Linked DNA regions of Ovis aries: region 2 is linked to region 1. A link is a contact called in public Hi-C data. All regions are on one chromosome and are shown on one strand. The core of a region is the stretch at or near the end of the contact, and the rest is flanking DNA. Distances in the headings are between cores, read along the strand shown.

Region 1 (7,172 bases), core at 2,518-5,017:
GTCAGTGTAACTATTCTAGTGGGGCGTGAACTAGTATCTCATTGTGGGTTTGATTTGCATTTCTCTAGTGACATGTGGCTCTAAGTATATTTTCATGTCATCTTTTCATTGGCCACATGTATATCTTCTTTGGAGAAATATGTAATCAAATTTTTATCCCACTTTAAAAATTAAGTTATTTATCTTACTGTTAGCTGCAAGAGTTCTCTATTTATTCTAGAAATAACTTGCTTGTCAAATATGTGATTTGCAAATATTTTCTCCCATTCTGTAGGATCATCTTCTCATTTTCATAAAAATGTCCTTTGAAGCACAAAAGTGTTCTACTTTGATGAAATCTAATTTAACCACTTTCGGTCTTGTCACTTTTGCTTTCAGTGTCGTATCTAAGAAACCATTACCTAATCCCAGGTCACAAAGAGTTACTCCTAAATTTTCTTCTAAGAGTTTTATGTTTTTCGGCTAATGTTTAGGTCTATGGTCTATTTTCAGTTAGTTTTTCCTATGTGATATGAGACAGGGGCATGCAATTTGTTTTTATAGTTAAGAACTTTTCTCATGTGACTTATGCTTTGACCTGCGCTTTGTTAAGGAAGGCAAAATATGAAAATGCAATGTGCTTGTACATCCTATCCTAAGGAAAAAAGCTCTGCTCAGATTGTCAATGTGATACAGAATAATACTCTGCAATTAACAGCATGCTTCACAGTATAACAGAGATCAACCAAAGTTTCCTGATAACATTTTACTTTGCAGAAGAGCAGGGTGAAAATGTGGCTCGATGATTATGTGGTATTTTCTTCGAGAGTTCAGATAAAAGATCCTAAGTCGTGGGGGAGTGATCCACAGGGTCCTGGCCAACCTGCCTCATTCTCAGAATCACCCAAAGACTCAAAGCCTGGATACTGGGAAACTGTTCCTCTGTGCGAGATTCTTTTGACTCCCAAATCCATGTTAGTGCATCTGTGTGTAAACATGTATGTGTGTAGACATGTGCATGCTGCTGCTGCTGCTGCTAAGTCGCTTCAGTCGTGTCCGACTCTGTGCGACCCCATAGATGGCAGCCCATCAGGCTCCACCGTCCCTGAGATTCTCCAGGCAAGAACACTGGAGTGGGTTGCCAATGTGCATACGTGTGCACATATATAAGTGTGGGAAGGTTGTATGTATACACATATCCATGTGTGTATATGTATATGTGTGTGCCCTCGGTTCCCAACATAAAATAATAAATTGTGTAATCATTTCTACTGGCATTTTCATCCAGCCTTGAAAAGTGAAAGACTGTGTCCTCTGAATTTCTCACTTGCTTGGAAACACTGAACGCCTCCCCCGCCTCAGGGATTATTGCTCTTCTTTATTCTGCTTCGCTCCCAGAAAATAATCATGGAGAATTTCTGGAATTCTCCTCTCTGTTAATAATCTTTGTTATCTTCTGCCTAAGATAAACTTTATGGGAGAGCTTGGGAATTTTACCACGGTTTTTAAAGATGATTTCTGCAAGAAAGTCTATTATGCATTCCAAACAATTGATTTACAAACTTTGGAATTCAACTTATGTACAACCGAGGAGCTAGTTGTATGGTTTCTTAGTCTTCTGGTTTCATGATTTTGAACAAAGGTCAGTGAAAGTTAAAACTGAGGAACGACTTCCAATTAATTCCTGGGCATTTTCATGAAACTTGGAATCGCAGAAGTGAATGTTTCTGGGGAAATTTGGCCTGCAGAGTCATAAAATGACTTCTAAGGGTTCCCTCTTTTTCAATCAACCAAATTAACACCTCAGGCTGTAGTATCTGGGACTTAGTCAGTGGGAGAGGGCAAGTAAATTCAGGGAAACCATTAATCAAGATAAAGATTGATAGGCAAAGAGGCACATGGTAAAGAATGCGGCATTTTGTCTGACCTGCTACAAGAAAGCAGGTCTTTCTTGCCTTCGACATTGACCCTAGTAACCAGCACTTGCCCTTGGGGTCCCTGCTGCTGTTGACCTGTCTTCCCCCAGGAAGCCAGCACACACTCAGCTTTCTACACTAAGCCCCAGCATATTCATCAGAGAGCTGTTTTCACTATTTGTGCTGCTTTCCCTGGGGGGAGGCCATCCTGAATCAGTGTCCTGATTCCATCCTTAACAAGCTACATGAGCTCAAGCAAATTATTTAACCTCTCTCCACTTCCACTTCCCCACAAACCAAGAGGAGATAGTACCTGCTCCACTTGGAAAGCAGAGCTTCTCCCTCTTAGCTGCCTGGTAGAATCACCAGAAGATTGTTGTTTTCAAATGTCAGTGCCTGGGCCCACACCAAGTAATTACATCAATGTCTCTGGGAGTGGAGCCTGGGGAAGAACATTTTTTGGAAGCAGCCACAATAGGGACCACTGTCCTGGAGGATTCAATTACACAAGCTTGTGAAAAGTGCCTTGATGCCTATAAATCGCTATACAAATCAGAATTTTTGTCTTTTAATTTCATTAAACTGACCCTCATGGAATGTGGGCTATGTATCCTAGAGGACCTTGTTCTAGAGAAGATGAAGGAAACTAAAACCTAATCTTTGCCACTGGGGATTTACCAGACTAGCAACTCACCAGATAGTAGAGATGTGTGTTATCTTGTAATTGTGTATTATGAAGGGTAACACAGTCAGGTCATGGTTGAGGGCTTATGCCTGGCCATTATCATTGTACCTCTCTGCTTATCTGCACGTAAGTAGACAGAGCATCCAGAAGGTTCTCGGGACAAAGGCCATGTCTTACCTACCTGGTACCCCAACAGCAGGCACAGTACCCTGCACTGGGAATGAATAAAGTCCTGGTGGGACCTGAAAGGGGAAGAGAGGGAGGGTCACTTCTGCTTGGGAAGATGGGCCAAGGCTTCACAGAGAGACTTACATTTCCAGGGGGCCTTCAATGGATGGTTAGGACTTCCAGAGAGAAGCAGACAGGCCTGGGAGTTCTGAGCAACTTCGACAGTGTCATCAAGAGTCATGGAGAATGGCAGAGGCCACAGTGGTGAAGGGGGACTGGAAGGCAGGGAGATGAAGGCAGGGAGACCCAGTAGCACATAACGGAGTGGTGGGTCTGAAAGCAGGTGGTGGTGGGGCCATAGTGTGGCGGGGAAAGGGGGCAGTAGGCAGGAGTGGCAGGACTCAGCCAAGAGAAGAGAAGGACTTTCAAGGGTGGGACAGGTAGTGAACAAGCACGAGTCATGGTTTGTATCAAAAAGAAACCACATGTCAGTGCTGAGGATGCGAAAATGGATCAGAAGGTCCTCTGGGCTTAGTCCTTCTTCAGAAAGGGAAAGTCAACCCTTATGAAAAAAATGAAGTCCTCTGGGGTACAGACCATGACTGCTGCTGCTGCTGCTGCTGCTGCTAGGTGGACCATATAAGGTCCAGCTGACCATGCAAACACAGAACACCCTCATCATGCATTTGATAGTTTTTTCTTCATCTTATTGAGAAGGTCAGGATACTGGCCATTTTCCCAAGCAGTATTAGGAAGACATTTTTTTAAAAAGAGTCCACAGGCAAATCACAGTAGCAACTTGTGTGAAGCTAATCTAATAATTGCCCCTGGACCTTGGCTCCGAGAACCCCACCCAGCGTCTGGTTGAGCAAGAGGCTCACTTGGAACCTGGCGTGGAGACTCACGCAACATCCCATTCCAGGGCCGCGGGGCCTGGGCAGCAGCACCACACAGCATATAGCTTCTGGTTCCTCTAGGCTTTCAGCCACCGCAAAATTTGTTTGTTTTTCCCCAAAGGAGAGTGCTGCCTGGAAGCCAAAAAAGGAGAACGCTTCCTCTTTCTTAGCCCAGCTTAGATAGCTGTGCTGTGACCACCTGTTCTATCTGACTTCCTCTTCCAAACCCCTCTTCTTCCTGTCAGTAGAATTCTCAGAACTCTCACAGCTTTGTAAGTATTATCAGAAGCTTTTGCAAGACCACTTGGTGATACAGTCTGTGCTCTATAGAACTGTCTCCACACTCAATGACTCATCTGCCCTTGGAGGACATGGGGGTGAAATGTACAAGCAGGAATGGAGAGTTCCAGGGCACTCTCGCTTGAACTGTGGTGCAGGCTTATGAATGCTCAACAGTAGAAGGAGATTGGCATTTGTGGGGGCAAGACAGGGAGAGAGGTTTGAAAGGGAGATGAAGCTTTAAGGCCAATAGACAATGATTTTGCTCTCAAAGAGAAACTAGTAATTTTTTTCAGATCTATCTTCTTTAGGCTATAAACCTCATGAGAACCATGAGGGACCATGGCACCGTTGTAGTTCATTTTTACCCCATAAAGTACTGACAGATACATAGTAGGTGCTTAATAAATATTTATTGAATGAATGAACAAATGAATAAAGGTAGAACAGAGTCATAAGAGCATTGAAAAAGAAGCCATTTAAAAATATACATTAATGTAAGAAGAGAGAACTGCATTTATACATATTAACAGAATTCCTCTCTGGGGAGAAGGATTAGAGATTATTCTAATTGTTTTCCTTTTATAATTTATTGTGATGGTTTCTATAATTGGCTCTTGTGTTTGCTTAATAGAAATGTTTTAAAGTAAAGATTCAAAATTTTAAAGACCTGGAAGGGGAGATACAAAATGTAAAGCAGTTTTGTGTTGGGCATGGAATTATAAAGTTTCCTTTTGTTCACTTTCTGAAGTTCTGTTGCTTTTATCATCTGAAATAGTTTAATAAGTGTCTTAGTTCAGGCTGCTATGACAAAATGCTGTAGACTGGGTGGTTTATGTATGTGCTAAGTCACTTTAGTCGTGTCCAACCCTGTGCAGCCCTATGGACTGTAGCCCACCAGGCTCCTCTGTCCATGGGATTCTCCAGGCAAGAATACTGGAGTGGGCTGCCATTTCCTTCTCCAGGGGATCTTCCTGGACAGAAATTCATTTCTCACAGTCAGGATGCTGGCAGACTCAGCACTGGTTTAGGCCACTTCCTGGTTCATAGGTAGTGTGTCCTCTTGGGTTCTCAAATGGAAAAAGGGATAAGGGTCTCCCTGGGGTCTCTTTTATAAGGATACTGATCCTGTTCATGACCTAAGCACCTCCCAATGGCCCCACCTTCTAACACCACCTCACTGGGGAGTTAGTATTTCAGCATAGAATTTTCAGGGTATACAGACATTCAGTTCATGCACCAGCTTAGTGAGTCATCTTGGCAGGAGCACCACATTGTGTAAAGGCTGGGATCCCAGAGTTCACTAACCACAAAGAAAATATCAACTTTAAGAGGAGAAGTAAGTGAAGAATTGAGCTCTATTATGGCATATCTTTCAATTGGTAAAAACACACACACACACACACACACACACACACATTAATAGAGATTTTCTTTTTTAAATCCCTCTTGGGGGACCTTCCCTCATGGTCTAGTGGTCAAGACTTCATCTTCCCATGCAGGAGGTGCGGGTTCGATCCCTGGTCAGAGAGCTAAGATCCCACATGCCTCATGGCCAAAAAAAAACAAAACACAGAACAGAAGCAATATTGTAACAAATTCAATAAAAACTTAAGATGGGGGAAAATCCCCCTTGGAATTTTTCAAGTCCCGCATCACATTCACCAGAAGCTAAGCTGGTCCAGCATGCTTCCTTCATCCTCTCTTATCAGAGGCTGTGTTTTCTGACTTTCTGTTCATGGTTAAGTATTTTTTTCATTGATTAAGATGAGACATGGATTTCTTCTGCTTCTTTCAAATGGAAAATTAGAAGCTGGTTATTTGTGCATATTTTTCAAATGCACAGGTAGGAAAATGAGAGCACAAAGTATGATTGTTATATAAATTCTATGACAAACTATGCAGGCTGGTGATCCTGTGACACTTTACAGATGAATAAGGAGTTTTGTCTAATGGGTTGATTTATAATCTGGTCCACAAACACTGTGAGCTAATGCCTGCTTTGATTGAGGTGAAACTGGTGAACAGAACCATGTGAAGGAGCAGCTGTAGGAGTAGGCACTCCAGGTTCTATTAGCACCACCAAGCTCGGAAATAAACAGGGAAGCTGTCTTGGTGCAAAGCTGTCAGCAAGGGCTAAGTATGGAAGAGTTCCCAAATGAACACCATGATGTAGGTTGTAATGGAGTGGATGACAGCAGAATGTGTGTGTGTGTGTGTGTGTGTGTGTGTGTGTGTGTGTAGGCTGTTTGAATTTATTTGGGGAATTAGCTTATTTTTGGAGTATAACAGATTTGAATGGTAATTATACCAATCCAAAGGAGGAAATTAAAATGTGAGAATACTGAAGCACCTTATGAAAGGAACCGGAAAACGTTTGTCTTCTTTTAAGACAGAAGATTCACATACACACACACACACACACACACACACACACACACACACACTCATACAATGCTAAACAGAAAGTGGGTGTGGCTTCTCTCCTGAAACAGCCTATGCAAACTTTAAAAAGGCTTCGCTTAATTTTTGGCTTCCACTGGGTAGGGCACAGAGCAGAGTAGGCCATGGATAGCCCCCTGCATAATGGGAGCTTTCTGATTGGCCGGCTGAGCAGAGATGCAGGCAATTTTCCTGATGCAGATGTCTGTCAAACTAATGCTATTTGCAGACACTCATCTCCCTTCTTGACAGGAGAAAACCTGGGGTGGGGTGGTGAGGGGAAGGTATAGAAAAGCCCAGTATGAGTGGTGAGTGTTTAGAATAAAGGGGAAGCTATTATTCCATCCAAACAGAACTGCTATGGAAATTTTGGGCTAGGACAAGAGGCAGGTATTGTGAGATATAAAGAGACTTTGGTTGTCACTGATTATTGGTGTTCAGCTACATGACTTTGGTTGTCTAAAGCCTGTCTGTGCTCACCAGCTGCTTCATTCTTTCTTTTTCATCTCCATCATTCAACAACCAGATCCTATCAGCCATGCCACTTTAAACCCCTCTTTCTTTTCACGGGGTCTGGATATCACTGTGGTTTTAGCTCTTTGACAGATATATTGCTTTTTTGAGATATTCAGAAACTGTCTAAAGTCATGGGAGGCTGAGACAGTGGACACATCACGACCCTGATTTCCCTCATCTTGATTCTACTCAGTTGCTCGTGTTCTCTGTGTGTTGCTCAGAATCCCAAGAAATGCATTTCTATCTACTTAGAATTTATAAAATACAACTGCTGCTGGTTTTATTTGTTCT
Region 2 (7,172 bases), core at 2,196-4,695, 160 kb after region 1:
CAGCTCTCGAGGCATCAGCCACACAGGCTAGCACAATCTAGGGTCTCACAGCTGAGAGAAATTCCCGTCACACCCATCGTCTCACTGTTAACACAGGCAGTATCATATATCCCCTGACATTGTTATCAAATGCACCAGTTTGGGGTGGGATGGTAATTTCCCCATTTCTGCCATGGGGAACGGGGTTAAGTGACTTGTCCCCAAAGTCGCACAGTACTTTATTTTATTTTTTTGCTGCAGTGGGATCTTAGTTCCCCAGCCAGGGATCAAACTCATGCTCCCTGGAACAGAAGCACAAAGTCTTAACCGCTGGACCATCAGGGAAGCCCCTGAAGTGGAAAGTTCTAACACAGTTGAGCAGATATGATAAAAGATTGCTCAAAGAATGTTCTCTTCTCTATGCGATGGTCACCCTCCACCCAGCACACAGGCATCCCGGGAGAGGTGTGGGAGAAAGGGGATCCCACCCACCAGATCTGGACCTCAGGCCTGGTGGTCAGTGAGGACGCTGTGGGGACCCTGCCATTCACTGGGGGACTGGCTGCCCAGCTGAAGAACAAATCCGCATTATGACGAGTTATCGTGGTGGATGGACTGAACTTTCTGCTGGCTCCTGCTCTTCCATCACTACCCTTGACTTTGTTCTCTCCACCTACCCAATGGGCTTCTCTGGCTTCTCTCTGGGTTTGGGGATCAGTCAAACCTGCAAGCTCACTTCCGCTTTCCTAATCTAACATGAAAACTTGAACTATTTATATGAAGCCTTTCAAGGGCAGTATCCCCATGAAAATCGTCCTTTCTCTTGATAAAAGGAAGCCAGTCACTTGCGCTGCCAAGAAATCTTGCATCTTTGCAGTTAGCTACTTTATCTGTTATTAATTCTGCTAAGAAAAAATTACCACTCCCAACATACATAGTGACATAAACTGAGGATCTTTCATAACATTCTCAGACCTGGTAACTCAACTTCTTCCTGCCACACCCTTCCCCACTTCCTTTTTCACCCCACCCCAACACACAACAATAAAGTCATTCTGTGGGGCTTTTGGTGGGGGTGGGGTAGGTGATGGTGTTAAAAGCAATTGATCAAGTGCTCGCTGAGCTCCTGCCAGTTGGCCAGCTGCATCCTAGTAAACGGTCCCTGGCCTTGACTTCCACACAGTCTACTGGAGAAAATGGATACATGAGCCAGTCCAGTCTAATTCAGTGGAATAAACAACCTGCTTAACCAATAATGTGGCCAATTGCTTAGAAGTCTGGGGGTGGGGAGGGGTGAGAAGGGGGGCAGAAGCAGGAAAGAGAAAGGCTTCCCGAATGTAACTTTTGTGTTAGAATGAGAGGACCGTGGGCTTCGCAGGTGGCACTAGTGGTAAAGAACCTGCCTTCCAATGCAGAAGGCATAAGAGACTCAGGTTTGATTCCTCAGTCAGGAAGATTTCCCTGGAGGAGGGTATGGCAACCCACTTCAGTATTCTTGCCTGGAGAATCCTATCGACAGGGGAGCCTGGCGGGCGATGGTCCATAGGGTCACACAGAGTTGGATACGGCTGAGCAACTCCACTCCAGTCCTCTTGCCTGGAAAATCCCATGGATGGAGGAGCCTGGTGCGCTGCAGTCCATGGGGTTGCTAAGAGTCGGACAGGACTTAGCGACTTCACTTTCATGCATTGGAGAAAGAAATAGCAACCCACTCCAGTGTTCTTGCCTGGAGAATCCCAGGGAAGTAGGAGCCTGGTGGGCTGCCATCTATGGGGTTGCACAGAGTCGGACACGACTGAAGCGATTTGGCAGCAGAACAACTGCGCAAGCAGGAGAGGACCTTAGGAGGAGAGTTGTGGGGCTCCTTGGTGCCAGATTTTAAAGAGGCTCCAGTGCCAGCCTAAAGAGGGAGAGTGCAGAGCCATCCACCAATGTGCACATGAAAAGATCTGGTCCGTTACCAAAATCAACTTCTCCCAGTTATTACCTGCTTCGAATTAAGTTCCAGGCAGTGTGTATGTCCAAAAGTCTGTCCTGGCCCTTGCAGCTTTCAGGGCAGGTCCAGTCCAGGAGACGGGACATCTTCAAGGGAGCCAGTAAATCTGCATTATTTATGTCTCAGCATAAATCCGTCAGGCCTGTAACGGGAGCTCCCAGCTATTCAGCTATTTGGCTGTTTTCCTTGGAGTAGAAAGTGTGACTTCCTTAGCTTCAGAATGGCTCCCCCCAGTGCTGAATTTTGTTTAAAGTGTCATGAATTTCCAACCAGCCTTTTCCCTGTGTACGTGCTGCCAGCCAACATGTGTGATCCTCTTTATCTTTGGAAAAGAAGATCCTTATAGATCCTTGTAGAACTAGAAAAAAAAAGGGATGCGTTCTTCTGGCAGAATGGCTCTTGAGCAAAGGAAGAGCAGGGTAGGCGACTGCTCACTGTAGTATCTGGGGCTTCTGAAAGAGGTTGTGTGTGGGAGAGCTGTTTCATCAGTTAGGCGCGTTTCTAGTAAAGCATCCGCAAGAGGCAGGAAGACACACCATGGAGATAAAAGGCCCCTCAGCCCCCCACCTCCCATGTCCTTCCCTGGTGCTGACCCCTGTGGTGGGTTTTGGAGTGATCATCTTGAAAGCTCTGTAGACAGTGCTGCATTCATCCCTAAACCACTGAGGAACATGAAGCTTTCCCCAGCTGAAAGTCCAAACAGGCATCAGACTAGAGTCTGAAAGAAACCTGGCCAGGTTGAAAGGATACTCACTAGGCAGTAAATGTAGCTGTTTTAGTCATGCCGTCAGTACCGTAATGGCTTACATAAGCAGATAGGACTTGAAGAAGCATAGCATAGCCCCAGGCCTGTTTTTACCTACCTACTGCCACATGCCACGATATGGTGATAATCGCAGTATCAGTGTGATGCAACCACAAGCAATTCAAAAAACTTTTGCTTTAATAACATGAGCTGAGAAACTCAAAAACATCTGTACCAAGTAGCTTTCTCCCATTTGGATAAGTTCTTCCAATACAAAATTTCTAGTGATTTTTGACAGGGGGAAAAAAAAAAAAAAAACCTTCAAAGGATTTTCACCTTACTCTCCTTTATCCAGCAAGGATATCAGATCATTTTTTTAGGTTTTCTTTTCTTTTCTTTTTTAACCAGGCCTCCACTGTAATTGCAGAGGTAGGTAAACAGGCAGTAGATGAATTCTGAATAGTCGGTAGAGGTTTTTAGAGAGTGCTTAGGATTTTATTGGAATTGGCATATCCAGCCAATTTGGATTTATAAAAACAAGTTGATTGTGCTTTGCTTCAGAAGTACTAAAAATAAAAGACTAATCGTCCAGAAAACTATTAGTGAAAACTGGCTTCTTTAATTCTGCTCTTATTTCAGTAAATCTTTTTAAGAGGCTTGTGAATGTTCTACCTGTTAGTAGAAACTGGTCCTCAATGGAGTGATTCTATGGATGGAGAGGTGTGAGGAACTGATAAGTTGCTGCCATCTACTGACAGAGAGTGGTAACAGCAGGTGCTTTTTGAGGCCTCCATGGACCTTCTCTGTCTCAACCCTGGCATCACCCATGGAACTGGTGGAAAGCAGATTCATCTGTCTCACAGTCTCACGACTTAACGGGGTTCTTCATAGAAGAAACAGCCTTATCTGCCTGGCGAGCACCTCTCCCATCATCCCAGCAAGGAATGTCCTCTCTCGCTGAGATAGATGGAATTCCCAACAATAGCTGTGCCCACAGAGGGTCCCCAGAAGATATTACATGAGGTTTCACAAAGGCCTGACACTTTGAGTTTTATAAATGTGCCGGTGAGGGTTTGTAAAGAGGAGTAACTGACTTTGTGTCTCTGATCCCAACTGCTTGCTTACAGGTCTGGCTGGCTTTGCTCGCCTCTGTCCTGGAGATCAATATGAAGTGAGTATGGTATCAGTCTGGGTGTTGGACTTGAGAGACAAGAGTCAGTTGTCATTATTTTGTCTCTTCAATTGTCTTTTTATTTGTATTTTTTTCATTTTGAAAAAGAAATTTGGGCCCATAAGAAAGTGTCAATGTATGGCAAAACCAATACATTATTGTAAAGTAAAATAAAGTAAAAATTAAAATTAAAAATAAATAAATAAATAAATAAAAAGTTTAGAGATTAGTATAAGACCTCTCATATATGGGCCATCTAGACACTAATTTTTAACATTATGCCACATTTGCTTTATTATTGTTAATATTGTTGTTGTTATTTTTCTGAACCATTGTAGATTAATGCACAGATATCATGACCCTTCACCCATAAATTATTTTCCTGAATACAGGAAGACATTCTTTCATATAAACATTGTCCAGTTCTTGACATGAGCAGACTTAGCATTGATCCCTTAGCTCGTATCATTAGACGTGAGATCTACAGTCATGTTTTTCCATGCCCCAATATTGTCCTCGATAGCAGCTTTTTTCCTGACCCAAGATCCAACCCAAGATTATGACTTCTTGCAAGTATCAGGAGTGAAGAATTGTGAAATCTAGGTCTTTCTTTATAAAAAGTATACTCCACAAGTAAAAAAAGCTTTTTATCTTTTTCCTTTTCAAAAGGGAACCTGCATAATTATTTCATCTAACCGTCACCTCCAGAACCTTCTCTAATCATCCATCTTGGTGGGAGGTTGGGGGACTGTATCTTCCTCTAACCAGTAAAGCTGTCTGAGGGGAGTCTGCACACCCTCTCCCCAGAGGTGTCAGGTTTCAAAATCCTTGTCCAGCTCCATCTCCCTTTCCCAAAAGGAGGATGTCTTATTTCTTGCTTCTGGCCGCTGAGTAGATGTTAGCTGTTGGCTCCTTGTCTCTCTGAAGGGGCTGGGGAGTGTGCAGAATTAATCCAGTGGTGGTTCTACTGAAGCAGAACTAAGGAGAGAAAGAGCTGGTTGACCTGAGTGAGCTGAAGGGCTTGATAAAATAACCTTTTTTTAAAGGAAGCCCTCCGCACTGGGTCCTAGAGGAGCAGAACTTACTCCCTTTTGAAAGTCTTTCCCCACTGGTCCTCTGCTCCACCCACTCCCACCCCGAGAATTTGGAAGAAGCAACAGTCAGGATGTGGCGTGAGGATGCTGGAGAAGGGGAGGAGCGGTTGTTACCTGCCTTTTTGATCCTGATGTTTGGAGGGGAGGCAGGTGAGGGCAATGGAACCTGAGGACCCTTTGGTGTCTTCTCTCTAGATTTTCATGAAGTATGGCCGACAGAGGTGGAAACTGAAAGGCAGGATAGAGGTAAACGGCAAACAGAGCTGGGACGGAGAAGAGATGGTGTTCCTGCCGCTGATAGTCGGGTTCATTTCCATCAAGGTACGGGATCGGCACTGCTGTGTGTTGTCTTTGCTGCTGCCACAGCAAAGACATCTGTCATGGAGACCTGTCCCTGAGACCTCTGCCTGCTGCCCCTCCACCCCCCAGACCACTGTCTGTGCTACAAGCACATCCCCAGACCCACCCTTGTGTCAGAGCGGGCAGTGTAAATGTGAGCAGGCTTGGGAAACACCCACCTCCAGCTTCAGATATGATTCTGCAATGCCTCCCCTGGCCAAGAAAAACAAAGGAGAGGGGCTGCCTTCGTCCAGCACTGTCCTGTAAGGCCTTTCTCCCTTCCCTCTCTCACCAGGTCACAGAACTCAAAGGGCTGGCGACTCACCTCCTGGTGGGCAGCGTGACCTGTGAGACCAAAGAGCTGTTTGCAGCCCGACCTCAGGTGGTAGCTGTGGACATCAATGACCTTGGCACCATCAAACTCAACCTGGAAATCACCTGGTAGTAAGTTGCCCTCTTTTATATCATTGCAGTGAAAATATGTGTCACAGGCTCGTGCTATTCCCGGGGTGGCGCGTGGACCATCAGAATCACCAAGGAGCTTGGCATGAACGCTGACTCTCAGGCCCCACCCCACGGCCCAGGAATCTCTTTACTAGGGTTGCTAGGTGTTCACACATGTTAATATCATATCACTACTCTCCTCTTTGACTTTCTGTTTTTAAACATTTTATCCTGCCTCCGTCCCTCCTCCTCAACCCTTGAACGTATTTAAAGAAATGTATCTCTCAAGTCAACTGATGTGAAGGAAAGAAACGGTCCATATTTTGTCTGCAGAAAGATCCTGATGCTTGCTGTGGTGTCTTAATTGCTTAACCCTCTTTATCTCAGACATCCTACAGTGCTTTGGAAAGCTTTGGATATCTTTAGTCTCTCCACACTCTAAATGCTGAAATAGAATATTTCCAAAGGGCAAGAGAAATCTTTTGTCAAAGTAAGGAACTTGAAAGTAGTTTTCTGCTAAGAGGGGTGGGGGGTGGCAAGGAGGCTCAAGAAGGAGGGGCCATATGTATGCTTATGGCTGATACACGTTGTTGTATGGCCGAAACCAACACAACATTGTAAAGCAATTATCCTCCAAATAACAAGTGGTTTTCTGAAGTCATCCCATAGGAAAGGTCTTGCTAAGTTATGAAACACTGGTTGCTCACAACAGTTGATCTTATGCCCATGTTACCAAGTAACGAGGGCCTGTCGAATATTAACGTCTGGGCCCCTTTACAACAAAGAGGGTCAGGCATGGAAGCAGCAAAGACGTGTAACCTTGTCACTAAAACAGTGTCCACATGATTTGCCTAGCCCGTCTCTCCTCGTAATTTGTAACCACTGACATCTCAAATGCAAGCCCCTGCTGGATGAGCCCATGTCACGATGACTAATGGCATCACTGTGAACACTTTTGTCCTCTCAGTCACGCAGCGGGTGCTGGGTGAACTGAAATGAACAGGAATGTGTTCTTCAGAACCAAACAATAATCTATTTCTCTCCTGTATCATTAAAGCATCTGTCCTTGCAAAGCTCCGGGAATTTTTACAGACTTCTTCAACATCTTGTGTTACGCTAAGTCACTCCATTCATGTCCAACTCTTTGCGACTCCATGGACTGTAACATCCCAGGCTCCTCTATCCCTGGGATTCTCCAGGCAAGAATACTGGAGTGGGTTGATGTGCCCTCCTCCAGGGGATCTTCCTGACCTAGAGATCAAACCCGCATCTCCTGTGGCTCCTGCTTCACAGGCAGATTCTTTATGTTTATGTCTCTAATATGAATGAAGAAGCAGATTTAATTGGTATCCAGGTGTGCACATAAATTGTACTTAAAGCTGTGATGATAATCAGTGGTCCTTT

Evidence for each region. Hi-C and Micro-C count contacts between places; a contact is called where the count stands out from the background.
Region 2: a Hi-C map of blood shows a contact between it and region 1, with 4 times the contacts expected there. The contact joins two enhancer-like sites. A contact is called at or near these places in 11 of 16 Hi-C or Micro-C datasets (blood, hypothalamus, liver and 5 more).

What each region holds. Positions count from the first base shown.
Region 1 is chr20:31,821,879-31,829,050 of ARS-UI_Ramb_v3.0, forward strand. The region is part of intron 1 of RIPOR2 (RHO family interacting cell polarization regulator 2); the gene reads left to right. Among named protein-coding and RNA genes, the nearest start is that of RIPOR2, 33 kb to the left of the region's middle. Within about 2 kb of position 3,768, at least 7 of the 54 cell types and tissues checked have an H3K27ac peak or open chromatin away from gene starts, as enhancers often do.
Region 2 is chr20:31,977,321-31,984,492 of ARS-UI_Ramb_v3.0, forward strand. It overlaps RIPOR2 (RHO family interacting cell polarization regulator 2), which reads left to right. Exons shown (of 20, transcript XM_042237466.2): 9 at 3,848-3,891; 10 at 5,181-5,306; 11 at 5,620-5,768. Among named protein-coding and RNA genes, the nearest start is that of ARMH2, 30 kb to the right of the region's middle. Within about 2 kb of position 3,446, at least 4 of the 54 cell types and tissues checked have an H3K27ac peak or open chromatin away from gene starts, as enhancers often do.